2 separate regions of the Gasterosteus aculeatus genome follow, and region 2 is linked to region 1. Evidence: chromatin contacts called from public Hi-C data. All regions are on one chromosome and are shown on one strand. The core of a region is the stretch at or near the end of the contact, and the rest is flanking DNA. Distances in the headings are between cores, read along the strand shown. Region 1 holds the start of chsy1 (chondroitin sulfate synthase 1). Region 2 has its middle 39 kb from the start of chsy1.

What was found. A called contact is a pair of places that touch in the nucleus more often than the background predicts.
Region 2: a Hi-C map of liver shows a contact between it and region 1, with 2.7 times the contacts expected there. The contact joins the enhancer-like site here to the promoter of chsy1 in region 1. A contact is called at or near these places in 5 of 6 Hi-C or Micro-C datasets (liver, skeletal muscle, tail fin and 1 more).

What each region holds. Positions count from the first base shown.
Region 1 is chr12:1,471,960-1,475,459 of fGasAcu3.hap1.1, reverse strand. It overlaps chsy1 (chondroitin sulfate synthase 1), which reads right to left and starts at 1,729. Exons shown (of 3, transcript XM_040164490.2): 1 at 1-1,729.
Region 2 is chr12:1,510,893-1,514,392 of fGasAcu3.hap1.1, reverse strand. No RefSeq gene overlaps it. Among protein-coding and RNA genes, the nearest start is that of chsy1, 39 kb to the right of the region's middle. Within about 2 kb of position 1,767, at least 1 of the 9 cell types and tissues checked has open chromatin away from gene starts, as enhancers often do. A contact at or near this core is called in liver, where this site is marked.

The DNA.
Region 1 (3,500 bases), core at 480-2,979:
TTGTATAACACTTCTTGGTTTGGCGAATGACTCGATAGACTACAGTACCCATGAGCCTCAGCCGCCGTTGCCATGGAGATTAATCCAGCATGAGGTGCGGAGGCGAATTCAAAACTCGTCGCTATATCTGTTTTTAAAAACAAAAAATACCCCAGAGAATAGCTTCAACCTGACTACTGCTTCCTACGCTCTATAAGTTCGAGACTGTTGATTTAAAGCTGGCAGAAATGCCCTCTGGGAATTGTAGTTCCATTGACGTTCCCCAATTTGATTGAACGATGAAGCGCTCAACTTTTACATGAAAATCCCCCAAAACGTGGTCAATAAACCCGTCTGTGACCTTCAGTTGCTCTCAAATTGCTTTTAGAGTCAAACGACTGAAACAACTATGATAATATTAGTTATATGTCTCAGTTATTTACTGCCTAAATAATGATTGTGACACCAGAATACTGTATATAATAGTCACCAACAACTTCTCCACGTAGCAGCACTTTGAAAGCAGCAGAAAAATGAGCCTGCATTAATAATCCAGGCTCATGTTTTTGCTCACAAGTAATGTCAATTTCAGTGTGAAGATGGAACAGAAAAACATATGTTATAGTCACCTGTGTCGTATTTTCAGTTTTTGTAAGGTTTTAGAGGTGAAGAGTTGTTTGTTGTTATATATTTGTTTTGTTATAGCAGACCTACGTTTGTTCTTCATAAGAAAACCTCCCCAAAAGGTATTTCTAGCAGAACAGCCACAAGGCAGCTGCCTGGCCTGCAGCTCCTCCACGTGGTCGGTGCCGTGGTCTACAGTAGTTTTGTGTGGGTTCTCTTTCCACAGAAGTTAAATGTATTAAGGTCCTGGAAAAACCTCGTCGCTTGTACATATATAAGGGATTGCACATCTAACAGTCCTTCCTGTCCACACGGCCGAAGGGCTTGAATTTGAATGACAGGGGGGGGGGGCATTTCATTATTACGTAATGAAATGTAATTGATCAAACACTGCATCATTCATTTATTCAATCTGACACTATTCTTAAAAACATTTTTAAATGAAGGCCATCCCTATATCGATGAAATATGTTAGTGTCAAACATTGACGCCCGAAAGCACACAGAAGCATGAAGCAAACCAAACACGTGGTTCACAACAAATACTCAATTTCTTCCTTTTTGAGTAACCTCTTCCAAAAGCAAGTGACAAGCTGCATTTTCCTTCTGAGGCCCTGTGTGGTGTTCATGGGACCTGCTGCTACCAGAGCAGCAGCTTTCCATTAAGACTGTGAGGAGACGAAGCTGCATCTACTTTCCCTTTAACCTCTTAAATAATTGTCAGAGAAAAGCCATAGTGCTTCACGGTAGCTCTGCTGTGTTTGGGTGCTGTGGACGCACAGTTCAGTCAACAAAATCCGATCTGAGTCTCTTCTGACCATTTTGCTACACGGCATCAGAACCTACAACGTGTTTCCTTGCCAAGTAAGAGAGTCCGTGTGGTTGCCAGAGACCGGCGCTGTGTACTCTCTGAGATGGTTGTCACGTGTAGAGCTACTAATCCAGTTTGGTCTGGCATCCAGTCAGGCAGCCTCAGAGGCTTTGTGAATGACTCTTCTTCTTTGGTTGTAAATGTGTAATTTGTCACAATCTGCTGTTACCATCAGTGTGAGCTCCTGGGGTCCGTTTCATGAAGCGGGTTTAGTGGAAACTCAGTTTGTTAACCCTGAGATGAGGGAAACTCTGGCTTGTCTGTTTCACAAAGGGAGGTTACTAAAGCTTAGGGTCAGTCACCATGGTAACTGAGCCTGTCAACGTCACCTGGTTTTCTTTCGTCTTTCACAGGCTCCTCCCTCTGACAGCAGCCCAGCCAATCACACATCGGCTTTCATTTCCTCATTCATTCAAGTACTCTGCATCAGGTGTATTTTAGCGCAGTTTCCACATATGAATAAAATAAGATCTCTGTTACGTTATAGACTAGTGTTTTCTTGAACATGTCACGTCCTTTTCTGGATTTTCTTCACAGTCCATCAAATATGTACATGACCGTACCGTCCTCTTCATCGCTTCATCTCTTCGGCTTTGGCACCGAGCTCCTGTTGCATCTTCGTGCGAGCTGCTTCCATGGCTTCTTGTCTTCTTGCCACCAATGCTGCATGCTTATTCCCCACAGTAGAATTCATGACAATTAGCCTCCACAACTGAGCAATGTGCACTCCTAGCTAACAGTAGTTAACTAGTTAACTCCTAGCTAACAACTAATGGAAAGAATATGAATCAACAGGTTTGGGATGGCTGGTTGGAATAAAAACTCCCCATGGACTCTTTCACAGGCATTCTAACAAACAGAGTAAACAATGTAATTTTCCCAGTGGAAATGAGTAAAAACGTATGGATTATGATTAGTGTGTACAGCTGTCGCCAAACGTTTTGAGAATGACACATTTATTGGTTTTCACAAAGTTTGTTGCTTCAGTGTTCTTAGATATTTTTGTAAGATGTTACTATGGTATACTGAAGTATAATTACAGGCATTTTAATAAGTGTCAAAATATTTTATTGACAATTACATAGAGTTTATGCAAAGATTCAACATTTGTAGCGTTGACCCTTCTTTTTCAAGACCTCTGCAATTTGCCCTGGCATGCTGTCAATTAACTTCTGGGCCACATCCTGACTGATGGCAGCCCATTCCTGCATAATCAATGCTTGTCAGACTTTGTGGGTTTTTGTTTGTCCACCCGCCTCTTGAGGATTGACCACAAATTCTCAATGGGATTACGGTCTACAGAGTTTCCTGACCATGGACCCAAAAGTTCGGTGTTTTGTTCCCTGAGCCACTTAGTTATCACTCTAGCCTTATGGCAAGGTGCCCCATCATGCTGGAAAAGGCAAAAGGCATCAGAGAAAATGACTTTACCCCAGTCCTCAGCAGTCCAATCCCTGTACCTTTTGCAGAATATCAGTCTGTCCTTGATATTTTTCCTGGAGAGAAGTGGCTTCCTTGCTGCCCCTCTTGACACCAGGCCATCCTCCAAAAGTCGTTGCCTCACTTTTGCACTTGTGCAGATGCACTCACACCTGCCTGCTGCCACTCCTGAGCAAGCTCTGCACTGGTGGTGCCCCGATCCCTCAGCTGGATCAACTTTAGGAGACGATCCTGGCGCTTGCTGGACTTTCTTGGGCGACCTGAAGCCTTCGTCACAACAATTGAACCACATTTCTTGAAGTTCTTGATGATCCGATAAATAGTAGATTTAGGTGCAATCTTACCATCAGCAATATCCTTGGCTGTGAAGCCTTATTTGTGCAAAGCAATGATTACTGCACGTGTTTCAAAGGCAGCAGACTGAAAATGAATATTTGTGCCATTCTCAAAACTTTTGGCCACGGCTGTACATTAAATATTAACTGACAACTCTACATTGGAACTTGGAAACACCGTTTGTCTGTCTTTTGCTGCATTACATAACATTGGTGCTCACCTACCATGCTGTGAATGGATGGGGTCCAGCT
Region 2 (3,500 bases), core at 518-3,017, 39 kb before region 1:
ACTAAGAAGCCATTAGAAATCAAAGACTACCGATGTCCTGTTCTACATACAGCCTTCTTTCACAGCTCATCAGTGTCTCCTTAATCACATTGGATACAAAAATAACTGCTCAGAACATTTTTTTAACATCATGTCTAAAGAAAATATTCATTCCAAACTAAATAAATGACCAAATTGTGAGATTCTGATTTGTAATCAACACAACAGAAGTGCTGTGAGATCATCCACTGGCCTGTTTTCATTTGAGCCTGATGAATCTACATAGTTCAAACCCCTCCAGCCGACCGTGGTGAGTAAACCTGTAAATCACTGCTGAGTGATTCAGCGGCACAAATAGACCTGATAGACAGATTGAGAAGGACCTCTTTACAATCGCAACTTCTTGACCACTGACCCCCACTGAGATCCATTTTCCTAAAAAAGGAAATCAGGCACCCAGGATGCTGATAAAGCTGCAAACCCGAGGAGCCCAGCATGTGAGGCGTGGACAGCAGACAGGTCCTATCTGATCAGCTGTCTCTCCGTGGGGTCCTTCACCAAGCCAAACAGGAAGCCGAACACAAGTGCTCGCTCATATTTTACTGCAAACATTTCCCGGATGGCGTGTTGACGACTGCAGGAGAAAATAGTTATAGGAAACAATTTAATAAAATGCACAAAGAAGAAGAAAAGACTGATGTGGACGATGTAACACATGGATGTCATTAGTTTGCTACATAGTCAGAAGAGGTAAATGGTTATTTGTTGTTGTGTCTTGTTCTGGACCCACACAAGTTGGCAAATGCATGGTTACCATAACAACCTATTCGTATCGTGCATTTGATCATAACTGAGCATCTACGTTTTTTTTTCTAATACCACTACTACTATACAATATGGGACAGGCAATCAGGTTAAGTACTTCCTTTATTTTCATTCTGGGGAATAAACTAAAGAACTGAGTTTATACTTTGGAACAACCGGGTAAAGTGGAATGTAAGGACCACACTGCAGGTCTATATGTCCCTGTGCATGGGGAAGCCTGAGGGAGGGGGCTTTATGTGGACTGACCCTGCTGACGTTCATGTTGTGTCCCAGTGAGTGTCATGGCAACAGCACTGCAGCCGCTGAATAACTCCGTTAAGAGTCATTGCATAAACAATAAAATGTAACACCAGATAAATTGGTCCAAATTACACTGCACTGTAGATTGTAGAAAAATTTGACCAGTTCGACGGAAGAACGTGGCTGCCGTGCACAGAGCTCTGAAGGATTCTAAAGGGTCTGAACATTTATTTCATTGATACAGCATACAGGCTGCGTCTCACTCGGTCGGCTGCGTCCTCCTGAGGCTGCTCATCGCCGACCAACGCAGCCCTCCAGTCGGTGGTTTGGGACACTGGGAGACATCAAATTTATGAAGGAACACATCGGATTGCAATAGACAAAAAATGCTTAACAAACCAGAATGTGTTTAATATGTTAGACCTGTAATGACTGCTTTGCACACTTTGCAATCTTTCAATCAGCTTCACCTGGACCTTCCATTCTTCCCCTCCCCCCACATTTGTCCGAATGACCCTCAAAACCCACAAAACTATTGATTTATTGACACTAACCACTATTTTTAAGAAACGTTAGGGTTAGGCGGCAGAACCACTTAGTCCCGGTTGAGGAGAGACGTCCTCAGCGAAGGACCTCAGTGCTCCGGGTGGGAGCAGCATGGTGGTCTCAGGGTTGTGCCGCGTTTGTCCTCCTTTGTAGCTGCTGTGTACTTTGTAGGCAGCTCCGTCCGACGCATAGTCCCGTGGAGGCCTTTAGCTGTTACTAGGTTGTGGGCGTCAGACTACAGTCAGACTACAGTGTGACTAATGGGTTCAGAGGCTGCTTGATTATAAAATGCCCCCCCCCCCCCCAAAGCCTCTTCTGTTCCCCACCAATGCCTGTAGTTCAATGTCTGAAGGCAGAGACAGAGTTCGGAGGATGTGGCAAATTCAAATCAAATGTATTAAATAAAACTTAAATTCGTTTTTTACAGTTTATTCTTGGGATTTATATATTTAATATGTGTGTCATCCAATTTTTTAGAACGTTACAATGACAAATGCAGCAGTCACGCATAAGATGTAAAAAACCCATGTTGCACGTGCACACTTCGATCCTGTGTTTTTAAATATCTGCGGCAAAAAGCAAAACCAAAGTCCCAGGCTGAGTTTATGTAAGGATGCTGATTGGCTAAATCTTATGTCTTAATTTTTTTTATTTAGTCAGCAATTGGCTGAAATGCTTCTTAGACCCGCCCCTAGCTCAGCTAAAACACACAATAGGCAGGGACGTGCAGGGAAATCTTTTGCGTAGATATCATATCATCAAACATTTATTTAATATTACTGGGGACATTCCATATTTCAATTTTTTTTTTAAATAATTTAATATTATTTCTTTTTTCTTTTCAAGGAGGGGCGCCGCCCCATTACCCTCTATTGGCCAGCTGCCAATGGTGTACTGAAAATGGAGATTGCTTCATGCCAGGTCTGTGTGGCTCCAATGACAGGAGATCACCCATCGTCATCACCCATTGGTTTAGTTAGACAGGTAGATCTGTCAGTCACAAGGTAGCCCCGGCCTAAAGCATCCCCTGCTTAATGGTTTGTTTGACTTTAAGTGAACCATCATTTAGTAAATGAACATCATGCCGTGGCCTTGCTGACATCTGCTGCTGCCATCCTCATCATTATCATTTTAAATATTAATCATATTACTGTAATCATAAACCAACATTACCCTCTCCTCTTTGTGCTCTCCCTCCCCACAGGCTTCTGTGGATGGTGGTTCTGTCAGATGGTGGTTCTATCTGATGGTGGTTCTATCTGATGGTGGTTCTGTCTGATGGTGGTTCTGTCTGATGGTGGTTCTATCTGATGGTGGTTCTGTCTGATGTTCTATTTGATGGTGGTTCTATGTGATGGTGGTTCTATGTGATGGTGGTTCTACCTGATGGTGGTTCTGTCTGATGGTGGTTCTGTCTGATGGTGGTTCTGTCTGATGTTCTATTTGATGGTGGTTCTATCTGATGGTGGTTCTATCTGATGGTTCTATGTGATGGTGGTTGCCCCTGCAGTGGTCCTGCTGTGCGCCTGGCTTACTACTCACAATTACTTGAATAATTTCTGTCATATAATTGCATGTATTATACATTGTTCATTCTGTACACATGGCATCCATTGTAGTCTGTCCATCCCGGGAGTGGGATCCCTCCTCTGACGTTCTCACTAAAGTTTCTTCCCTTTTTTCCCTCTTGGAAGGGTTTTATTCATTTTTTGGGGAGTTTTTCCTGTGCCGATGATGGGTTTCGGGACAGAGGATGTCATATGTGTACAGACTGTAAAGCCCTCTGAGGCAAATTTGTAATTTGCGATTATGGGCTATACAAAATAAAATGAATTCAATTCAATTATTCACAACTCTTCCCGATAAGCGGTTTCATTGTAAAGCCATGCAACTGTAAATCTCACAGTAAG